2 separate regions of the Sus scrofa genome follow, and region 1 is linked to region 2. The links are chromatin contacts, called in public promoter capture Hi-C maps. All regions are on one chromosome and are shown on one strand. Each heading gives the region's core, a stretch centred on a gene start, on an enhancer-like site or on the middle of the called end of the contact. The rest is flanking DNA. Distances are from core to core; before and after follow the strand shown. Region 1 overlaps SHE (SH2 domain-containing adapter protein E). Region 2 holds the start of PMVK (phosphomevalonate kinase).

The links. Promoter capture Hi-C pulls out the DNA fragments that hold promoters and counts their contacts.
Region 1: a contact with region 2 is called in a promoter capture Hi-C map of liver, with 2.4 times the contacts expected there. The contact joins the enhancer-like site here to the promoter of PMVK in region 2. A contact is called at or near these places in 2 of 5 promoter capture datasets (fetal skeletal muscle and liver), 5 of 47 Hi-C or Micro-C datasets (fetal heart ventricle, fetal liver, fetal skeletal muscle and 2 more) and 1 of 2 datasets of contacts at active chromatin or transcription factors (alveolar macrophages).

Annotation. Positions count from the first base shown.
Region 1 is chr4:95,294,797-95,300,670 of Sscrofa11.1, forward strand. SHE (SH2 domain-containing adapter protein E) reads left to right here. Exons shown (of 6, transcript XM_001929442.4): 3 at 4,334-4,657. Among named protein-coding and RNA genes, the nearest start is that of TDRD10, 13 kb to the left of the region's middle. Within about 2 kb of position 4,190, at least 5 of the 83 cell types and tissues checked have an H3K27ac peak or open chromatin away from gene starts, as enhancers often do. A contact at or near this core is called in fetal liver and liver, where this site is marked.
Region 2 is chr4:94,858,699-94,864,588 of Sscrofa11.1, forward strand. It overlaps PMVK (phosphomevalonate kinase), which reads left to right and starts at 2,970. Exons shown (of 5, transcript NM_001168416.1): 1 at 2,970-3,142; 2 at 5,750-5,813. The coding sequence starts at 3,048.

The DNA of each region.
Region 1 (5,874 bases), core at 2,940-5,439, 440 kb after region 2:
GGGGCTATTCTCCCTGCAGGAAGGGTCGCCTTGCAGCCCCACGATTGTTTCTGTTTCTATGGCGCCTCAGGTTGGGGGCAGCCAGGTGCTGGAATGGACTGGAAGGTTAACTCCCCTTGAAGGGGTGGATAGGCCCTGCGCTCAAGCCCTTTTTTCCCCTAATTAAACAGCCTTTGAAAAGGTGCTCCTACTTTGCAGATTTCACCCCATCCCAGGGCTATCCTGGGCGGGAACATTCTCAATTGCCGGCTTCCAGTGTTTTTCCCAGAGCTCTAGGTGTGCATAAATTATCGAAAACAGGAGGAATGCAAGGGCCTGACCCCCGAAGCAAAAACCCAAATACATGTGTAATAAAAATTCGAGATTCTACTCACTCTACACCATTTTAACTCAGATTTATCGAAATTTACCATGAGCAGGACTCCTTCTATCTTAAGATTGGAGTCAACTCTTTTTCAGTTCAACTGGGACAGAATTGAGGTGAGAACATAGGGAAAGGTTTCTCCAGCCTGTGCCAGTCTAAACTGAGGGGGACCTTGAGTTTGGATCAGAAACTTTCTAAATTGATCCTTTGAATTCCTTTGTGGTTTCTCTGTCCCTTGCCTTATTTCTGTAGAAAAGTTATTTTCAAAAATCCCAGCCTTATCTTAATTGAACCAAGAGCAGAGTGTGTTTTTGTTTCTTGTTTTCCATAACTCCATCTAGAATAAGCAGTGAAGAAAAAAAGCTGTCGATTGAAAAGTCAAGAGGCTTGGACCGGAGATGCGGGGGACCTCAAACAACCCCAGGCACCTTCCTGGCCCTGGGGTGGGGACGGTCCTTGTGGCTCTCCCATTCAGACGTGGAGGTTTCAGATACTAGGCGGACCCTTCTTGGGCTGGGGCCAACAATGACAGCAAAAGCCCTGGGGAGCAGGAGGCCCTGAGGTGGGGACTGTGGGGACCCAAGCAGTGTGGGGGTGCTTCTTCAGGCTCCCCTTCTTATTGGAATCACCTGAGAGAGCTTCTGCACACCTCTGACTCTGGGGCCGTGTCCCAGCTCTGCTAAATCGGGACCTGTGGTGATGGGACCCAGGCCCGAGTATGTGTCAAAGCTCCCCCAGGGGATTCTAATGCGCCAGACCTGCAGTTTCAGAGGACTGAAGCCAGCTGCAGTGAGGGGCCCCTGCCCAGCAGAATTACAGCCACACACTATAAATAAATGTTGCCCCTTCGATTTGAATGTCCTCACTTTAATAACGTTCCCTAGAATGTTTCGTTGGTGGTCCTTGTTACAGAAGTCTTATGGAGTCAGTGATTCTCCTCTGTGGAGTGTCACCAGGCCCGTTTTAAGTCACCCGTAGAGTTTTCTTTCCCTTGCTTCTACGGCACTGTACATGCTCGAATCCTCTGCCCCCTTACCTGACCGCGCCTTCTCAGTCTTTTTTGGTGACACCTCTTCTCCTGTCTGCTCTTTGGCAAAGAAGTCCCGGAGTTTGCCTCGCATCCTTTCCTTTTCAGTTGGCCTCCTTTTCTCTGGTGATGGCTTTCATTCTGACAACACCAGCCGTGATCCATCACTCCTTGATGTGTACCTTGACCTTCGTCTCCTCACAGAGCTCAGATCCACATTGTCACCTGCCTGGAGAAGCTCTAGAGCTCCTTTCCCTCCCTTTCTTCTCCCATCCATCCATCCATTCTTTTTTTTTTTTTTTTTTTTTTTTTTTTGCCTTTTTCTAGGGCCACACCTACGGCATATGGAGGTTCCCAGGCTAGGGGTCGAATCAGAGCTGTAGCTGCCAAGCCTACGCCACAGCCACAGCCACAGCCACACGAGATCCGAGCCTCATCTGCGACCCGCACCACAGCTCAGGGCAACGCCGGATCCTTAACCCACTGAGCAAGGCCAGGGATCGAACCTGCAACCTCATGGTTCCTAGTCAGATTTGTTAACCACTGAGCCACGACGGGAACTCCCATCCATCCATTCTTTAGCACAGCTGTGTATCCTACAAAGTCAAACAAGACATAGTGGTCCCTGCCCTGGCAGTCTTCACCAAACTGGAAATACGGGCACATCAGCAAATAAATCCCTTCAATGAGAGAAATGCAAGGTGAAAGTGGTGGCATCTCGGGGAAAGTGGGGCATTGGAGGAGAATGTAGGCTGGAAAGAGGAGTTGCTAGACTAGACGTCAAGGAATCGGAAGATCACTGGGACACTGGAGGGCATAAGTCAGTGCAGTACACTGGGAACGTCAGAAGTTCCATCTGGTTGGAACAAAGAATTGGATTTCAGGGGGCCGGAGATAGGGCAATGTTGAGAGAAGAAATTGGAGAGGGAGGCAGTGGTGTGGTCACAGAAGGCCACCCTGAGCAGTTTGCACTTTGTAAGTGGACAGTGGAGATCTTATGGACTATTAAGTGATGAGATGTTTGCATTTAGAAAGGTCCTCCTTCACTGTGACCAAGTGGACAGATTGAAGGCTTCCTCATGGGCGTTTAGAGGAAACACAACATGATGCTTCTGTTGGCCTGGATCTCCAGCTATGGTTGTCCAGACTCTACCTGCCAGAGGGTCTGGGCCCCAAACTGGTCAGTGCCCAGACGCTGCTGCTTCCTTCCCACTGAGGCTGGCTGGCTGGCTGGTTATCTGGTGGTTGGTTGATTTGCATCAGGTTTTTTGTATCCATTTCTATACCTCAGCTCAAACCATATCTGTATTCTATCCTGTATGCTGTGTTGGGTTATCTTCCAGCAAAACATAAATTGTTCCTCTTTGGAAAGAAAGGAAAAAAAAAAGTTTCCGTCGTGGCTCAGTGGTTAATGAACCCGACTAGCATCCATGAGGACGCAGGTTTGATCCCTGGCCTCACTCAGTGGGTTAAGAATCCGGCATTGCCGTGAGCTGTGGTGTAGGTTGCAGATGCGGCTCAGATCTGGCGTTGCTGTGGCTGTGGCATAGGCTACAGCTCCAAAATGACCCCTAGCCTGGGAACCTCCATGTGCCACCTGTGCGGCCCTAAAAAGACAAAAAAAAAAAGCTCATAGTGGTTCTCCACCACATACAGAACCATCTAAGCTTTTAAATTCTGGCTTTGAAAACTTCTGCACTTTGGTTCCTGTCCTGCCTATTTTCCAGCTGCTTCTTCCACTACCTGTCTGCACTCCTGGCCTTCTGTCCTTTGAACTTTGCTCCCAGTTACCCCTGATGGGAACCGGCCCTTTCTGGTTCCCACCTCCCTATCTTCACGCACGCAGCTTCCGCCACTGGAAATGACCTTCTCTATCAAAGTCCATGCATCTTCCATTTCTCGTCCACTTGGAGTCCATCCAAGTGCCGTGGTTAAGAGTATGGCTTCTAGAGCCCAACGTCCTGCTTTTGAATCCAGGCTTTGCACTTACTGGTTTGGGCAATTTCCTTAAACTCTTTGTGCTTCCGTTTTCTCTTCTGTGATAGGGGGAACTAACAGTGCCCATTTCACAGTGCAGTTGTGAAAATCATAATACACTGAAAAAACTGCGTACCGCGTAGTACGCTATGCTAAATGTTAGCTCTTGAGTTATTATCTTTGTTTTTCCCCATAACTCCCTGTTTACTTTTATCTATTCTGCAGTCATTCGTCTGTTATTATTTGTGGACGTATCACTACTTTGGAACCACCTAAAAGTCACACTGCCCTCAGTGTATGTGGCCCATTGCTTGAATACAGTAAACAGTGGATTTTTATTAAAATATTTTGGGAGTTCCAGTCATGGCGCAGTGGTTAACGAATCCGACTAGGAACCATGAGGTTGCGGGTTCGATCCCTGGCCTTGCTTAGTGGGTTAAGGATCCGGCATTGCCCTGAGCTGTGGTGTAGGCTGCAGATGTGGCTCGGATCCCGAGTTGCTATGGCGGTGGTGTAGGCCAGCGGCTACAGTTCCGATTGGACCCCTAGCCTGGGAACCTCCATATGCCGCGAGAGCAGCCCAAGAAATGGCAAAAAGACAAAAAAAAAAACAAAAAAAAACCTTTGATCTCAGCTTCCTAACAAGAGGTAAACACTCTGAAGGTGAACCAAACTCATAGACTGGACAGGGGCTCCAGGAGCTGTGGAGGGGGGTTGCCCTGAAACCACTTCTCTTCTCTCAGTTGGCTCCTGCCACCTGAGGCGGGCCTGCCTTCCCCGGTGATCCCATGCTCTGGCTCAGGCCCAGGGGGAAGAGGTTGTAGCTTCGAGGTCATCAGCCCCATCAGAGACAACCAGGCCAGCAGACAGATGGGGGGAGGGTCGGTGAAGAGGGAATCGGTTCTTCCCCAGGCTTCCATGGCACCTTTTCTTCAAAGGTGTGGGGTACGATGTGTGTTTTTCAGAAATCAGACGACGAGGTTCCAAAGACCCGCTGGTGAAGGCTCTTCAGCTGCTCGACAGCCCCTGCGAGCCCGGGGAGAACGGCCTGAAGCCCGAGGCTCTGGCCAAGAGACGGGGCTCCAAGGAGCTCGCCGGGAAGCCGCCGCAGCTGTACGACACGCCCTACGAGCCAGCGGCCGAGGGCGTCCCGCGCGCGGAGGCCCCCGAGCGGAAGGCGCGGCCCCCCGACGGCCACAGCCGGCTGCCCCAGGACGACGAGAGGCCCGCGGCTGAGTACGAGCAGCCCTGGGAGTGGAAGAAGGAGCAGATCGTGCGGGCGCTGTCAGGTGAGGCTGGTCCGGAAACCCCGCCCGCCAGAGCTTTGTCCCAAGGCACTTTACTTTCTGTTCCTCGAGGGCAGGTCTTTTCCCAAGGAATTTGATGGAGAGAATTTGGCCAGGGTTGGAAGAGAGGACTGAAGAAGAGCCCTTAGTATTGCATGTAGCTTGTCTCCTTCTGAGCATCATTCCTATCTTCTCAGTGTGCTGACAGTTTTAGAAATGCCTTCAGTAACTACTGAAAAGCCCTATCTAATCACCACCAAAGCTATCAAATTGAGAGCAGCTTTTTCTCTTACTTGGTGCTACTCCTCAAACCTGTTAAAATTCCTATTTATAAAATGGCAGTAGTGACAGGCAGCGGTGGTTGGAAAGCTTGCGGAAGCTAGTGTGAATTTTTAATTTTAATAGCTTAAGAGGAAGTTGATAAGTAAATTGCCAACGGATATTAAATATATTTCTGGAGTTCCCATCATGGCTCAGTGGTTAATGAATCCGACTAGGAATCATGAGGTTGCAGGTTTGATCCCTGGCCTCGCTCAGTGGGTTAAGGATCCGGCATTGTGAGCTGTGTTGTAGGTCACAGACGCAGCTCAGATCCCGAGTTGCTCTGGTGTAGGCCAGTGGCTACAGCTCCGATTAGACCCCTAGCCTGGGAACCTCCATATGCCTTGGTGCAGCCCTAGAAAAGACAAAAAGACAAATGTGTGTGTGTGTGTATTTCTCCCTCCTGCTTCTCCAAGGACATGGTTCTTCTGCTTGGCTCACCACCTGATTTCTTTTGCATTTGATTTGAAAAGTTAGGAATGTCTTTTGCCTCCAACAGTAAACCTGTGTTTTGGGTTTGGTTTTTTATTTTATTTTTTTGTCTTTTTAGGGCTGCACCTGCGGCATATGGAGGTTCCCAGGCTAGGGGTCCAATCGGAACTGTAGCCGCTGGCCTCCACCCACAGCCAGTTTTTGATTAAAAGCACAGTCAGTGTAAAAGGGTGACCAGAGAAGGTAATAGATTTGATAGCAAACATGTGAGTCTGTTTTTGTTTTGTTTTAGATTGTTTTCCACACATCTCTCTTGGCACTGGCTATTGTGCTAGATACCACTCATTTTATCTCTCTTCTATCCAGCATAGTTGCCATAGCATCTTTAAGGCGCTGTTAATAGTTTGTTTCTGAGCTGTCTCTTTATTGTTTCACGGTGAAAACCTTCATTTAGTTTCATAGAACGA
Region 2 (5,890 bases), core at 1,720-4,219:
GGTGTGTGAATTTGCAGGACGAGTGGTTTCTGGTGATGACAAGGCCCAGAGTGTGTCCATGGGAGCCAGTGTCTCAGGAGGAGAGGAAGAAAAAGACTTTGGGCAACTGAGGCCAAGGCTTTGCGTTGCCAGGGTGTTGGATGGGGGGTGATCATGTTGATAGCAAAGTCACTGAGAACGACGATGGGAACTAGGTTGGCAAAGATGATAAGAAGCCAGTGGCTGAGTCTCAGTACCCGAGAATGACTGCCAGGACTGGTAGTCCTCAACGTGGAAGGGGGAGAAAGGGGAGCTTAGCCAGGTAGTAGGAGTCTTAGAGGAGCCAGGGTTTCCCAAGAAGAAGGGCAATGGTCTGGAAGCTGAAATGTGGTTGGGAAGGGACAACGCCACGGACAGCAAGTTCGTGTATGCTGAGGTCTGAGGGCTGGGGGAGAATAAAAGGCCTAAAAAGCAGGGGACAGCAAGGTTCAATTGAGGCAGGGTTCAGGAGGGAACTCCTCAGAAGAGGTTGGGGATGCTTTCTTTTCTTTCTTTTTCTTTTTTTCTTTTTGTATTTTTAGGGCCATACCTGCGGCATATAGGAGTTCCCAGGCTTGGGGTTGAATCAGAGCTTACGCCACAGCCACAGCCACTCCAGATCTGAGCCACATCTGTGACCTACACCACAGCTCATGGCAACGCCAGATCCTTAACCCCCTGCGCGAGGCCAGGAATTGAACCTGCGTCCTCATGGATGTTAGATTCGTTTCTGCTGAGCCACGATGGGAACTCCATGGGGGATGTTTTCTGATCACTGGGAATTCCAGGGAGCTTCATTCTAGGAGGAGTGGGGGTAAGTGGCAAGGGTGTGGTTGGTTCCGGTGAAGGAAGTTCTGACTTCTTAGGAGTGGCTCAGGAAAGCAGGAGTGTGTGAGTGCACTTAATCCTTTGCAGTCTCTGCTGGCAGTGGTAGGGTTGGTGCTTGCAGTGGAGTCCCAAATAAATGCTTATTGAAGGTGGGAAATCTGATCCTGTGTTGGATTATAAACTAAAATCACACAATGCTCAGCATCAATGACAACTCCATATTTGGACGGCACTTGAGAATATCCAAAGCTTTTTTTTTTTCCTTTTTTCTTTTTAGGGCTGCACCCGAGGCATATGGAGGTTCCCAGGCTAGGGGTCGAATTGGAGCTATAACTGCCAGCCAACACCACAGCCACAGCAACACAGGATCTGAGCCACATCTGCGACCTACACCACAGCTCACGACAACAACGGAGCCTTAACCCACTGAGGGAGGCCAGGGATCGAATGCACAACCTCATGGTTCCTAGTCAGATTCATCTCTGCTGAGCCACGACGGGAACTCTCCAAAGCATTTTCATTGTTTTTTAGCATGTGTTGTCCTCATTTCCTTCTTATTGCAACCCAGCGAGGTGTGCATTATCAATGATGAACTCAGAGTGACTTGCTGACGGTCACGTTCCCGCTAAGAGTCAAAGCTGGGATTACAACTCCCCTCTAGCTGCCCTCTAAATTCCCAGATGAGTGTACTGCTTTCAGAGTTGTTTACAAGAAAAAAAAGACCTTCCCAAAGTCCAATCTTTGTGTATCTGACCATTGATCATTCAATGTCCACAGCTTCTCCTGTGCCATGTTTTCAATATTCAGTGAATTAATGGTTTCTCTCAAAGAAGGTCTTTCCATCTCATTTCTCTGCACATGACCTTATAGCTTGTAAGATGGAGGCAGTAATGGGTCGCAGGCCCTGTGTTGACAAGCTCAGAGAACTACCGGACAGCTGTGACAGAGCCAGAGCTAAAGAAACTCCACTTGCAGGAGTTCACCTTGTGGCTCAGCGGAAACGAATCCGACTAGTATCCATGAGGCCACGATTCCTGGCCTCGCTCAGTGGGTTAAGGATCTGGCGTTGCCACGAGCTGCGGTGTAGGTCGCAGACCCAGCATTGCTGGGGATGTGGTGTAGGCAGGTAGCTACAGCTCTGCTTCCACTCCTAGCCTGGGAACTTCCATATGCCCCGGTGCGGCTCTAAAAAGCAAAATAATTAAATACATAAAACAAAAAAAAGAAATTCTGATTGCTTAACGGGCTGGCTGTCAACCGCTGGGAGCAGAGGCAGGACTGGGAATTCAGGGAAGGGACAGATCAGCATCCCTTATTTTTCCCCCTAGAACTCCTGGCTGAGAGCTGGACTCCACATAAAACTAGGTAATTTCCAGAAGTGGCTTCAAAGCCCCCTTTTAACTTATTCTATAGTCATTCCAAGCTCTGTGGATTCCGAAAATCTTTGGAGTGAAGGATGCGGCTAGAAAAGCGATGAGAATTTTCTCGCGGGCCTTAAAGGGTCGAACACATCGACCCCTCCGGTTTTCAAACCGGCTTAACAATAAAATCAGGTCTTTTGACTAAGTCCCACCCCCAGCATGACGTCACCAGACACACCTCTCGAGTCCTCGCCAGGTTTCGTCTCCAGAAACACCCATTTTCACTGTGGGGCATATAAGGATTGGCTTTACACGTACATTAAAATGCACAGATAAAAAGGCAGTTTTGAAAACGTCTGCAATATGAACACGTTTATTCTTTTTTTTCACAATTTTTTAGGACGGTGTGGAAGACAGCGTGAGGGTCACTTCGGACATTTTAAGATGTCACTCCTCCTCGGAGGAAAATAGTCGCGTCCAATTCCCGCCCCCTCACGTGTCACGAGCGTCAGCTCAGAAGGCGAGGCCGTGACGTTAGAGTCTGGGCGGGTTGGACTGTTCCAAATGAGTTCTGGCAGGGGAGCTTCTTTAGGGGAGAAAGCTGCCCAGGGACTTAACCTTCTTTCTCTCCACAGTCCATTTATGTAGGCTTTAGTGTAAAGGCACAGAAGCACTTGTGCAGGTTGACCATCCTCTCCACGGCCATGGAGAAGACGGGCGGGCGGAACCCCTTCTTGTTGCCGCTCCATCCAGTGGCCGCGTCCATTCTGTGCCGGGTGGCTCGATTTAAGGGGTAAGGGTTCAGGATCCGCTGTAGGGATCGCAAAGCGTAGCGGCCCCATGGCACCCCTGGGAAGCGTCCCGCGGTTGGTGCTGCTTTTCAGCGGGAAGAGGAAATCCGGGAAGGACTTCGTGACCGAGGCGCTGCAGAGCAGGTGTCCGTGGGGCCGGGACGGAGGAGGACCGGGGAGATCCCCAGTCACGTGACACGAGGGGTGTGTTTGGGTGTGATAGAGTGTACTTTGCGTAGGGGGTCCTCATGTTGCTGGGCAGGGGGAGCCCTGGGCGGCGAGAGGTGCAGGATTGTCACCATCACGTTGAAGAGAATCTACACACAGCCCTCCTCAAAGAACCAGGGGCCCACCTCTCCAGAAGCTGTAAGCTGTTAGGTCTCTCCAAGAAGCATAAAGAAGTTATAAAAAAGGCACTTTTTATAAACCACTCCCAGTCTTCCAGACAGTGTTGCCAGGTAACTGTTACAGATGAGGAAATTGAGTCACAAATAAAGGAATTTTCTCAGCCCACACCCCAGTGTGTCTGACTCCAAAGACAAATCTTTGCCCCACAATCACCTAGGACCTGGGGTTTATTTGAGCCTTTATTGTGTGCCAAATACTGTATGGATATATAATTTAATTCTCAAAATTTCTTTGTTAGGTACTGTGTGGTCTTATTCGTCAGTATCTCCGTTTCACAAATGAAGAAACCCACACTCTGAAAAGTTAAAAAACAAAACAAAACAAAACAGGAGTTCCCGTTGTGGCACAGCGGTTAACGAATCTGACTAGGAACCATGAGGCTGCGCGTTCGATCCCTGGCCTCGCTCAGTGGGTTAAGGATCTGGTGTTGCTGTGAGCTGTGGTGTAGGTCACAGAGGAGGCTCGGATCTCCCGTTGCTGTGGCTGTGGCGTAGGCTGGCAGCTACAGCTCCGATTAGACCCCTAGCCTCCATGTACTGTGGGAGCAGCCCAAGAAATGGCAAAAAAACAAACAAGCAAGCAAACCCCAAAACCCAGACCCAGACTTGCCAGGAGCACAAAGTAATTGGCAGATCCAGGACTCAAATTCAGCTTTAGTCTAGCTCCAAGGAATGAATTCCTTCTGCTTTATCCCACTGCTTCTCCAGATAATACCTTTTGCTCAGGTTTTCTCTCCAAGTAAGATGTTCGGTGTGGGAGCACTTTTGCTGAGATGCGGCCCTGGAGAGCACAGAAGCCAGGTCCTCTTGAGGGCCAGTGTGGTGGGGGTACCAGGAGGTTGCTTTGGGGCACCATGGGGGTTCTAAGAGGTTGTGGAAAAGCCCAGGGCAGAGTTTGCCACCTGAATCGTTCACCACTAAGTGTCTGCCACTTTCTCCTAAGTTTTGTTTCTCTTCACCCCCAAACACAGAAATCAAATAGTGGTCAGAAGCACAGGCTCTGGAATTAGACTGCTGGGATTCAAATCCTGACTCACCACTTATTGGAGTGTGATCTTGCACAAGTTTCTTATGAACTGTGTGCCTCAGTTTTGCCATCTGTAAAATGGAGTCAGTAATAGGGTTAAATGAGATAATGTACATGAAGGGCTTGGAATAATTCTTGGCACTTAGTTGAGACACAGGACCTAAATCCTGGCTTTTTAAAAAAGTTTTTACTTTTTTAATGTTTTTTTTTGTCTTTTTAGGGCCGCACCCATGGCATATGGAGGTTCCCAGCTAGGGGTCAAATCGGAGCTACAGTTGCCAGCCAACACCACAGCCACAGCTGTGCTGGGTCCGAGCCATGTCTGTGATCTACACCACAGCTCATGGCAATGCTCGATCCTTAACCCGCTGAGGGAGACCAGGGATCAAACTTGCGTCCTCATGGATCCTAGCTGGGTTCGTTAACTAACGGGAATTCCTATTTTTATTTTACCAATATTGGCCTTGTTACTTGCAGTGGAGCTTTGGGCGAGTCAGTTTTCCTCACTCAACCTCAGTTTTCTCATCTGAAACATGGAAGTAAGAACACCTGTCTCGCCATGTCAGTGTTTAAGGAAATCTGTGAGCATCTTGAGGTCAGAGCAGGAATCATGATATCTTATTCGCATTTGGATCCAAATGTAGTACCCAACCAGTGGTTGAGCAAATTGCACAACTGAATGAATGAGTTATTTATGTGTAGTGACCAAGTCAGTTGAGACCAAGATACCCCTGGCCGTGAGGTTACAGGTGCAGGGAAACCTAATCCAGCCAGAATATTGCCAGGCATGGATGTTCATACTGTTAATTATAATTTAACTTGTTTTACCTGTTAGGGCTCTTTCCCATTTGAGTTTCATGGTAACCCAGTAGGAGACAGAATAGAAGCTGTTATACCCATTTGACAGGTGAGGAAGTCAGGGAAACAGACCTGTTGAAGTTGTCTAGATACCAGTAGCAGAAATGGGGCTCCAGGGAGTTCCTGTTTCGGCGCAGCGGAAGTGAATCTGACTAGGAGCCATGAGGATGCAGGTTTGATCCCTGGTCTCCCTCAGTGGGTTAAGGACCCGGTATTGCTGTGAGCTGTGGTGTGGATCGTAGACACAGCTTGGATCCGGAGTTGCTGTGGCTGTGGTGTAGGCCAGCAGCTGTAGCTCTGATTGGATCCCTAGCCTGGGAACTTCCATATGCCACGGGTGCGGCCCTAAAAAGGCAAAAAAAAAAAAAAAAAAAGTAGAAATGGGGTTCCATTCCTCTGGACCTCTCTTCTGGGGCTAGAAGCTCTAAGTTAACGGGTTCTGATCTCCCTGTCTCATAGGCTCGGAGCTGATGTCTGTGCCATCCTCCGGCTCTCGGGCCCACTCAAGGAGCAGTATGCTCAGGTAGGTGGTGGCTCTGCGACATCCACTGGGTTGGAGGGAGCTGGTTCCTGGGCTCTGGTTGCTGTGCTGGTATTTGA